Regions from separate parts of the Arachis hypogaea genome. Here region 1 is linked to region 2. A link is a contact called in public Hi-C data. All regions are on one chromosome and are shown on one strand. Each heading gives the region's core, a stretch centred on a gene start, on an enhancer-like site or on the middle of the called end of the contact. The rest is flanking DNA. Distances are from core to core; before and after follow the strand shown.

Region 1 (5,263 bases), core at 1,333-3,832, 470 kb after region 2:
AAATATAAACTTTTTGAAACTATTCGATTTTGTTCTGATATTATAGTGAAAATTCTTGATGGTTTAGAGAAGGGGTTGAATCTATGATCTTCTTTTAAATTGATTGATTAACTCTTAAAATCAGGAACTGAAACTTTGTTTCTGTTCGTCTGTGTAATAGATTATGCAGGAAACAATGTAGTTTTATCTCATAAATCGCAGAGAGACAAAATAGTGCAAAAAAAAAAGAAAATGGCACCAGCATATATTCTAGTTCAGTTGATTTGTGCAATACAACCTACATCCAGTCTCCACCACAACGTTGGTGAAATTTTCACTATACTTTCAAGTATTACAAACACCAATTCCCTAGGACTCAACATAATCTTATTTGGAACAAACCAAACTTCAACATAAGCTTGATTTGGCTAGGCAACATCCTAGACTTTCACTACACAAGTGCTTACCCAACTTAGTAAGGGATACATCAGATACAAGATGCATAATAGAAATACAAACAAATAGAAATCTGAAATCAATTTTGGCTTTTTTCTCCAAGTTCTTCTCTTTACCTTTTCTCTCTATTTGGCTTTTTCAAATGCCTCACATTTATGCCTTTTTCTGCTCAATAGAAAAATAGAGAAAGATAAACATTAAAATAGAATAATAGAATAATAAACCATGAAGGAGATGATGATTCACAGCTTTGAAGCTATTAGATGAACCAACTTCAAAACTCTCTATGATTGTTCTTCATTTTGGCGGTATGTTTCTTTGATATAGAAACATAGTCCAAAGCGTTGAACTCTCACTGGGAAGCTCTCTATGAAACTCAGATTCTGGTTCTCTCTCCTTGGCTTCATTCTGAAAATTTCTTTTCTTTTTTGTATGATTTCAGTTACCACACCTTGCTTCACACAGTTGACATCTTCTCATAAAATCAGAGCAGCAACGATGCAGAAGAGAGATGGGGCTGTCGCAGAGGTTTTAGATTTCATGCATTCATACTTTCCATCTTCTCTTTAATCCTTTTTTCAATATCTTCAAAGATCTGAACCATTTATTCTTGCTTTGGCTTCAAGTCCCTTTCTTGACCGTTGATCCATAGTAGAATTTCATAACCTCTATTTTCTTTATTTTTTCTAGAAATGGGTATGAGAGAGAAGGGAGCTTCAGCAAGCTACTTTGGGGTACCATAAATGGAAAGATTTTCTGATAATGCCTTAGATCTGATTTCTTCTTCTTTAATGTGAACCCCAGCATAGCCATCTTATCATGCGTAGGTGAGAGAAAAGAAGAAAGAGAACAGAGAGTTGGTTTAGGATTAGTTCAGATACAAATAGAGTTGCATTGCTTTAGTTAGCTACCAATTTAAATTGATTGAATGGACTTAGAACTCTTCTTGGGCTTGTTATGAATCATGGACTTGATTTATCAGTTTGTGACCTGAAGCTGTCCTTAATTTCTCATAAAACCAGCCACTTGTTTTATGGATTTGGACAATTAGTGAGCTTCTCTTTTTTCATGTTACTATATCTGAAACAACATAGATTTCCATCTAAACAAAGCTTTTCTTTGCTTCATTGGCTTGGACTGCTGCACAATTATTTTGGACTTGCATCACTAAATGAAATAATTGAATCCAATTGGATATTTAACCCAATAAATCAATATTTGTCATCATTATTAAATTAATTGTATTTTTAACTCAACATATAGATCATGGTTGAAAAGATTTATAGAATCAAATTAATTTTATAAAAAGATCATACAAGACAAAGATCTCTATCAGCTAAGACTAAGGTCTCCGTATAGATAAAAAATATCAAATAATAAGCTTTTAAATTATTATTTTCGTACGAAAGAGTTTAGTTTTTTACTAATAATTAATTTTAACATTCATTATCTAAAATTTAAAAAAATTTAATTCGTATACTTTTATATTTTGATTATGTGTGAAGTTTGTTATACAAATAAAACTCTTAGAATTCATGGACATACACAACAATTTTATAGTCCTATATATTTTAACTACTCGTAGATATTTTGATTAATGACATGCAAAAGGTGCATATTATTAATACGTATATATAAAAGATGAAAAACTATCAAGCCACTAGCAAAAAGCCTACACAAGGGGCCACTTAGAGTATGGGCATGTGCAGTAATATTATTAGGACCTTATAATAATAAACTGAATCTTCAATAAGCATGCAACTATTATCTCTTCTATCTTGTGCATCAAGTTACTTTTATTGGGATGACTTGTAAATAAAACTATCTTAGCTAGTGTTATTGTTAATTTATTATTGTCTTACTATTCAGTTATTTTTCTTTAATAGTTATACAAACTAAATTAATCATTGTTGATATTATTGGATGGAAATTGATAGGGGAATTCTCAAACTAGTTGTTGGTAAACAACACAAAAATTATTGACTTTTCTGCAGCTTCCTCCCGAGACAAGTCAATAGTTTCAAATGCATCACAAGACAAGTTAGTAGCTGCAAACTATCTCCTATTGTCGTCGTTTTCTTGTTTGAAGATGCTATGAGGTTTGTCGTGTAACTATAAAATGTTTTTTCCCTTATAATTGCAAAGTTGTTTCCACTTTCTTTTTTTTTTCATATTTTACTGTCGAACTTTGCATGAGAGCATGAGAAAATTTTATATTTGTGTTTTGATACTATAATTAACTGTGATCCTAGATGGTAATTGAGGTATTCATTTCTAATAAGATGGCAACCTACTTGAAGTTCATTTTTCACATGATACAGTGCCTTCTACCAAATTAATGGTACTTTTTTTGTTAGTGCTAAACTTTCTTGGTTTTCATTAACTATAAAGCACATTTATTTGTGAACATGAGTTACCAATGCTCTTTTTTTTAAGAAATTCACGAAGAATGCAATGCTATATTCTTATATCCTCGAAAGCACTTCTAGATTGCAATGCTTTATTTTGTTGATATTATTTATTTGTATTATTTTTTTGTCCCTTTCCGTGGTTGTGATCTTAAACCCACCCTATTTGTCACTTTGTTGGTGTGCATTAATCTCTACTCTTTCTTATGTTGTAGATATTTTGTGCCACCATAACCCTCTGTTCATGCTTTAGTGGTTGGCATTAGTATAATCCTGAATAAGTAAATGTTGACTTAGGGGATATATTTACAATACAAACTACGTAGGTGCAATACCTAATCTAATAGTGATTGGAAGTGATTCATAGTATATGTGTAGTATTATGATCTGGTACTGGCATGAATCTGATTAAAATTGTATGACATGTTTAGTTACTATTCCATGTACGGCCATATTGAGAAGTTAGCTGAAGAGATTAAACAGGGGGCTGCTTCCGTGTAAGGAGTAGAAGCAAAACTCTAGCAGGTTTGTATTGAAAAATCTATCTTGTTATAAATCTTTTTTTTAGAACTCATTGTTCTGAGAATTTTTTAGGAATTTGCATGTTGCAGTTATAATATTGTTAACACATGCATGTACCTGAAACACTACCTGAAGAGGTACTTGGGAAGATGGGAGCACCTCCAAAGAGTGATGTGCTGATTATTACACCCAATGAGCTACCTGAGGTTGATGGTTTATTGCTTGGATTCCAACGAGATTTGGACTCATGGTTGCTCAATTTAAGGCATTTTTGGATGCAATCGGAGGCCTATGGCGTACACAGGCACTAGCAGGAAAGCCTGCCAGAATCTTTTACGACACCAGTTTTCAAGGAGGCGGACAGGAGACCACCTCGTGAGTTTCCGAATCTGTCCAATTTTGCTTCCATTACTTCCCATTTTCCCCCATGAGTGTCTTTTTAATGCTGGTTATAGACATTTGTGAACTACATTGCCTTATTTTCCGCATACTTACACCTAGATTTTATCAGAGGCTCCAATGAACAAGCATTTTTACTTTTATATTTAATTTTGATGTTAAAATGAAATAACACTTAAAAAAGGAGATGATTTAATAATATTAATTAACATCTTAATATATCTACATATGTGAAATATTATATTCCCTGCCACTTCCAAATTTGTTAATTAGTTTTTTTAGTTCAGTATATTTTTGTAAGGAGAATATATATTAAGATTTCATTCCTATGAAAATATACTAAACTATCTTATCTGTTTGATAAACCGAGTTTGCAAATATTTAAGGCTAGAGTGGTTATCCTTTTTCGTCTATATCCTCAGCAAATGGAGCCAGATTGAGCCAAGACCAGGTACTAATTATTAGTATTTATCTCTCTCTAAATAGCTAGTTATAATTAGTTGTATTTGATTTATTATTAATACTATTAGTGGAGTAGATAGTAATTGAGTGCCTTGCAGAGTGAATTTATGAACTTTGAGAAATCTAAGAGAAGGATAGAAACAAGATCGAGCCAAAGAGGTTAAAAAGATAGCTACTCCTAATTAACACTACAAGATTTCTATTTGTTTATGGAAGTTTTTTTGTGGAAGTTTTAAAAAACCTCCATAACATATTTGATTTTTGGAAAAATATGAAACCCCCATTAATTAATGCCAATTTAAATTCCTAAGCCCAATTGCCCAAACAAATAACCAATTCCTAATCTCCTGCTCTGGTTAAACCCAAACAAATTTTATTTCAAACAAAAACTTATCCAAAAAAATTAAAAGAGGAAGAAGAGTGAGATATGATGGAACCCTAGATCTACTCGCCGCCACGGTATTCATCTCTCGCCATTATCACCATCAAGCTCGCCGTAGCATCTGAGATAAGAGGGAGAGTAAGCTCGTCGCTGCTGCCATTCATGTCTTCGTCGTTGTCAACATCAAGCTTCTACATCAATGTGTTGTCTCCTTTATATATATGCAATAACTTTTGAGATCATAGAAGAGTGAGTTCGTAGCCACCGCCGGCGCCGCCATCAAGCTTATCCATAAACGTGTTTGGTTTTCTTCGCAATCAGCTAAGGTCAATTTTTATTTGTTCATTTTTCTTTTTCATTGTTATTTATTTAACTCAATTTAGATATTCTTTTGTTTTTCTCTACATTTCATACCTATATAGCATGGTTAGAATTTGATACGAAGAGAGATCGCATCGGTGGTAGTGCGACGATGGTGGCAATGGTGGAGTAGAGAATAGTTCCTCAGAGGGCGCAGAAGGTGAAGAATAGTCGGCAGGTTAAAATACACTTTAATTGTTTGATTTAATCGTCGTTGTGTGCAGTTTAAGTGTTTTTCTTTGTATAAAAAGAAATAAGAAGCTTTGATGGAAGCTGTAGTCATATCATCTTTGAT
Region 2 (5,361 bases), core at 1,530-4,029:
TTGCCGCCTCGCACACCGAAAGCGCACTTCTCCGGATTAAGCCTCATATTATAAGCTCGAATTTGGCCAAAGATTTCAACAAGGTCGTCAACATGGGAATGGCCGACCTTTGTCTTGGCGACCATATCATCAACATATACTTCAATATTTCGGCCTATCTACTAGTCAAAGACCCTGTTCATCAGCCTCTGGTAAGTTGCACCTGCGTTCTTTAAGCTGAAAGGCATGACATTATAACAATAATTACCATACTCAGTTATAAAAGCTGTTTTCTCTTGGTCTGATGGATGCATGAAAATCTGGTTGTAACTAGAGTAAGCATCCATGAAACTCAAGGTACCATAACCACAAGAGTTATCTACTAAAGTGTCAATAGAAGGTAAAGGATATGCGTCTTTAGGACATGCTTTATTAAGATCGGTAAAGTCAACGCACATCCGCCATTTACCGTTGCTTTTCCTTACCATGACGACATTGGCTAACCAAGTCGTAAACCTGATTTTCCGGATAAAGTTTGCATTAATGAGCTTTTTGGCTTCGGCCATGGATGCCAGCCTTTTCTCGGTTCCGAGATTCCGTTTCTTCTGGGATACTGGTCGGGCCGCCGGGTTTATGGCCAATTTGTGAGTAATAACAGATGGATCTATGCCTGGCATGTCCCCTGATGTCCAAGCAAATAAATCGACGTTCTCGCGCAGGAAACGGATGAGCTTATCCTTCTCTTTGCTTTCGACGGAAGTTCCCACGAAAGTGAATTTCATAGGGTCGTCCGTCAGAAAAAGCTTTGTTAGGTCGTCGTTTGCTGTAGGACGATCTTGGAAGTCGACTCTGGGATCTAGTTCGGCTAATATTGGCTGCTCGGCGCTTATGGAGTTAACCCGCCGATCATTGCTTCTCTTGATAGGCTTGAGGCTTGTGTTATAGCAGTACCAAGCTTCCTGTAAGTCGCCGTGTATCGTAGCAACAACATTATTCTGCACAGGAAACTTTACACAAAGGTGGACTGTAGAAACAATTGCAGCAAATCGATTTAAAAAAGGTCGCCCGAGAATAAGGTTATAAGGGCTAAAACAGTCGACCACGAGATATTGAATATCTTGAGTTTTGGAAAGTGGTTGCTCACCGAGTGTGGTTTGTAACCACACTGAACCCATGACTGGAACCCGTTCTCCTAAAAATTCGACCAGATCCCCTACAGATGGCTGCAAAATGTTAGTACTTAATTTCATTTTCTCAAATGTAGCAAAAAATAATACGTCGGCGCTGCTGCCTGGGTCCAGCAGTACTTTCCGGACTATTAAGTCTCCTAATTGGATAGAGATGACAACAGGGTCATCCAAGTTTGTGTCAATGCAATTATAGTCGGCTGGACAGAAGGTCATCTCTGGGATGTCTTGTACGGGCTGAGCATTGTTGGTGGTATCCCCAACGGTCAACATGGCCCTGTACGTGCATTTTCTGGCCGAACTTGTGGGCCCACCTCCGGCATATCCTCCAGAGATGCAATTGATGATACCCCGTGGCTCAGCGGGGGATTTTTCTTTGTCCCTGGATGAGGACCCCATGGGAGATGGGTCCGTTGTAGGAATAGTCCTTTTCTGCATATGCCCTGCAATATATTTGTCAAGATGTCCTTGTCTTGCTAGGCGTTCAAGGAGGTCCTTTGCGATAACACATTCATCGGTTGTATGACCATACTTCTGATGAAATGTGCAATACTTGGATTTGTCAATATTCTTGGGTTCTGGGTAGCTGCCGGCCTTTCGAGGGGGTTTGATCAACTTGGAGTTCAGGATTTCCTTGATAATGTCATCTCTTTTGGCGTTAAACTGCGTATACGAGTCATATCGTGGGGTAGGCTTAAAACTTTTCTTGCTATCCCGAGGTTTATCGTCATCCTTTGTATTTGCCAACTTTTCAGCTTTCCTGGCTTGACGAAGTTCTTCAATATCTATTTGCCCCTTAGCTTTCTCACGAAATTCGGCTAGTGTCTTTGGCTTGGATACAGCGATGGTCTCCTGGAACTTCTCTGGGCGTAAGCCGCTTTTGATTGCATGTAAATGGACCTCGGGATGAAGGTTCGGAATTTTCATCGCTATCTTCGTGAAGTGGGTGATGTAGTCTTTCAGGCTTTCCTGAGGGCCTTGCTTAACAGTTGTTAAATAGTCGGAGCCGTGTAGATATATCGCCGATGCTGCAAAGTGATCCTCGAATTGCTTCGCCAGCTCCTGGAAACGTGAGATAGAATCCACAGGCAAAGAGCAAAACCAGTCAAGTGCAGGACCATCTAGAAAAGACGGAAAACATCGGCATAAAATAGGGTCGGATGCACCGTTAACGATCATAATAGATCGAAATTTTTTGACGTGTTGCTTCAGATCTCCCAGGCCATCATAGAGGGTTAACGTCGTAGGCAAGGTAAATTGCCTAGGAAGCTGAAAATTCATTATGTCAGCTGTGAATGGTCCCACAGAGTTGTCGGGTTCATTATCCTCGTCTTCAGGAGGAGCTTCATCATTACGAGGGCCACCACCTTCATCATCTTGGGGTGTTTCCGAGACATGCGTTGGTGTAGATTGTCGCTCATCATTGTCTCGTCGTCCATGGTGGTCGTTATTATGCTCGATACGAGCATTGACTAATTGCTCAATTTGTTGTTGCATCCTTTGATTTTCCTCCATCATACGTTGATTTGCCTCGGCCATTTGTTGGTTAGCTTGTTGAAGCTCGGTAACCATCCGAAGGAGCTCGGAAGGGGTGGGTGGTGGTGCATCAGCCATTGGAGCCTGTGAGAAATAAGCAAAGAAAGATCTTTAACTTCTCGGCTCCACGGTGGGCGCCAAATGTTCTTGCCTGGATATGGCCGAACTATAACTCGTTTCTTGGAAGCTATCAGCCGATCTCCTAGTACGTCACAATGAAGCTCGGCCGCCAAGTGAAGACAATGAGGGGAGCACCTGCAAAAAGCACTCCGACGCTCAAGTTAGTTTAAGAGAATAATTTAGGAAAAGTCTCTTTGTTTTTGAACCAACATACCTCGGCGAACTCCGATTATTCGTTTTTATAATTAAAAGATGATACTAATCGTTTAGGTATGAATTAATCGTGTTGTATGTAACCGACCAAGAACTTTATTGCCATAAAGTCGGCGGGGTAAATGCGCAGAAGTAACGTACCAATTAAAAAGGGGACTGCCGAACTATAACTCGTAACCGACGTATAACGGTAATATCACTTCCAAACCTTGCTATTAAGATGGAAGGTTTATCATCATTTTCTCTTATTAAATAGAAGCATTTATGTGAATAAGATCAGATTTACTATTTCTTGACACGGGCAACATACAATTTAATTCAATGGTCTACTTAATTATAGACGAGGTACACACTAGGCTTACAATTTATACAATGTACTTTCCTAAATATCACCATGTCTATATTCTGCAATTACAGCCTAATTAGGGAGAAAACTAACAAATTCTGTACGGCAAAAAGTTTTAACATATCTTGCGTATTGGGTGTCACTAATGTATACTATTTATTTTGTTAAAGAACTCGAAATAAAGTCCAATACAATAAAATTTGTTAATGGATAATGTTACAGGGCAACCCAATTTAATATTTTAGTGGGTAATTAATTAATAATATTTAAAAGTATAAATTAAAAGAAGATTCTATGGTGTTTACCAAAAAATTAATATAACATGTTGTCCTTATGTACCAATTGTTAAAGATTATTGGAGGCTATTTTTTTTAAATGAAAAAGAGAAAAGAAAGATTAAATTAAAGTAATATAATAAAAATTTTGAAAATTTTTTTAAATAAATAAATTAAATATTTTATTTATCAAAATATATTATTATAAAAATATTTATTAATTAATGTAATATTATTTATTCCATTTATATTAAAAATAAGATATATATACATATATTTTGTTTATACTATAAATAAAATAAATAAAATAATATAAACAAAATATTAAATATAGAAACATTTTTTGTGTGTGGTTAGTTTGAGTTTATTACTTATGTTAAGGTATTTCATCCATCCCATTTGTGGTTAGTTTGAATATTTTGAAAATGAAAATATAGAAACATTTTTTTTTTTGTGTGTGTGCGTGTGTTTGTATGAATAATCGGCACATTTTTGGGTTTGGGGAAGAGAGAGAATTGTTATCTAATCTTTTTATTGGGTCCAATGTTTAAACCAACGGAAACATTCTGTAATGGAAAAACGGGAAGGAATTTATTGATGTCAGCCCACTAAATAGCCCAGATAACTGCTAACATAATTAACCCATATTTGCTTCAACCCATAGATGCTAAGTTGAATACCTTTTTTTTTTTCTGTTTGGTAAGTAATATTTTTAGTCTATCCAATATTTTTCAAAATTTTTAAAATTGACTTCAACCTTTTATGACAAAAAAAAAAAAAAAGCTTCAACATTTAAGGGTGTGTTAGAGCACTACAAGACTTAGTTTAGTAGCAACTATGTTTGCTTTGGTGTGCACCGAGTTCAAATCTTAATTATGAGTAGGAAGTTAATATACAGAACCACAGAGAAGGGAAGGGGATGTGTATGCGTAAGGGTGTAAATTGACCAAAAAAAAGTTGTTAGAGAACACCGCTGAAAGATTATATTTACTTCAATAATTTTTATTTGTATGATTACTTTCTAAAATAATCGATTATTATTGACAACCAATTTATGTTTTGAATGTATGCGGTATAACAAGTATAAAGTATTAGCATGTATCTTGCATGAGAAAAATGAAAATTCCGTAATTTAATATCGATCTTTAACTTCAAATTTAATTCTTTCATCATCCATGTAATTAACATTAATATTTATAATAATTTATGCTAACTTATTATAGTCTTTAAATATCTTCCATGACAGTCTTGTATGGTAGAACATGATGAATTTTAAATAGAACAATGTTACATAGTCAGTAAATATTATTATTTTTTATCAATATTTAATTAGTAATAATTTATATCAATATTTACAAATATTTTATATATAAAAAAATAATTTATATCTATATTTACGAAAATTTTATACATAAATTAATATAATTTATATCCATATTTTTTAGAATTTATATATATAAATTAATAAAATTTATTTGTTAAAAATAATTTAATAATTATACTAACTAGATGATGACTAAAAATTGTTAGTCTAAAATTTTTTCTTCTAAATATTAATTTTTATCTTTTTATTATCCCATTTGATAGAATAAATGATAACTTGCCGTAAAAATAAGTCAATAGTTAAAAAATAGATAAAAAAATTAATTATTAGATATATTATCTTTATATTTGTAAGTACAGATATCTATATATGTCATGTATT

The links. Hi-C and Micro-C count contacts between places; a contact is called where the count stands out from the background.
Region 1: a contact with region 2 is called in a Hi-C map of leaf, with 2.3 times the contacts expected there. The contact joins the promoter of LOC112776123 here to the promoter of LOC140182320 in region 2. A contact is called at or near these places in 2 of 8 Hi-C or Micro-C datasets (leaf and an unstated tissue).

Annotation. Positions count from the first base shown.
Region 1 is chr19:115,822,541-115,827,803 of arahy.Tifrunner.gnm2.J5K5, forward strand. LOC112776123 reads left to right here and starts at 2,583. Exons shown (of 13, transcript XM_072226910.1): 1 at 2,583-2,776; 2 at 3,275-3,368; 3 at 3,455-3,740; 4 at 4,151-4,934; 5 at 5,031-5,146.
Region 2 is chr19:115,350,594-115,355,954 of arahy.Tifrunner.gnm2.J5K5, forward strand. LOC140182320 reads right to left here and starts at 2,780. Exons shown (of 1, transcript XM_072228482.1): 1 at 162-2,780. The coding sequence starts at 2,780. The coding sequence ends at 162.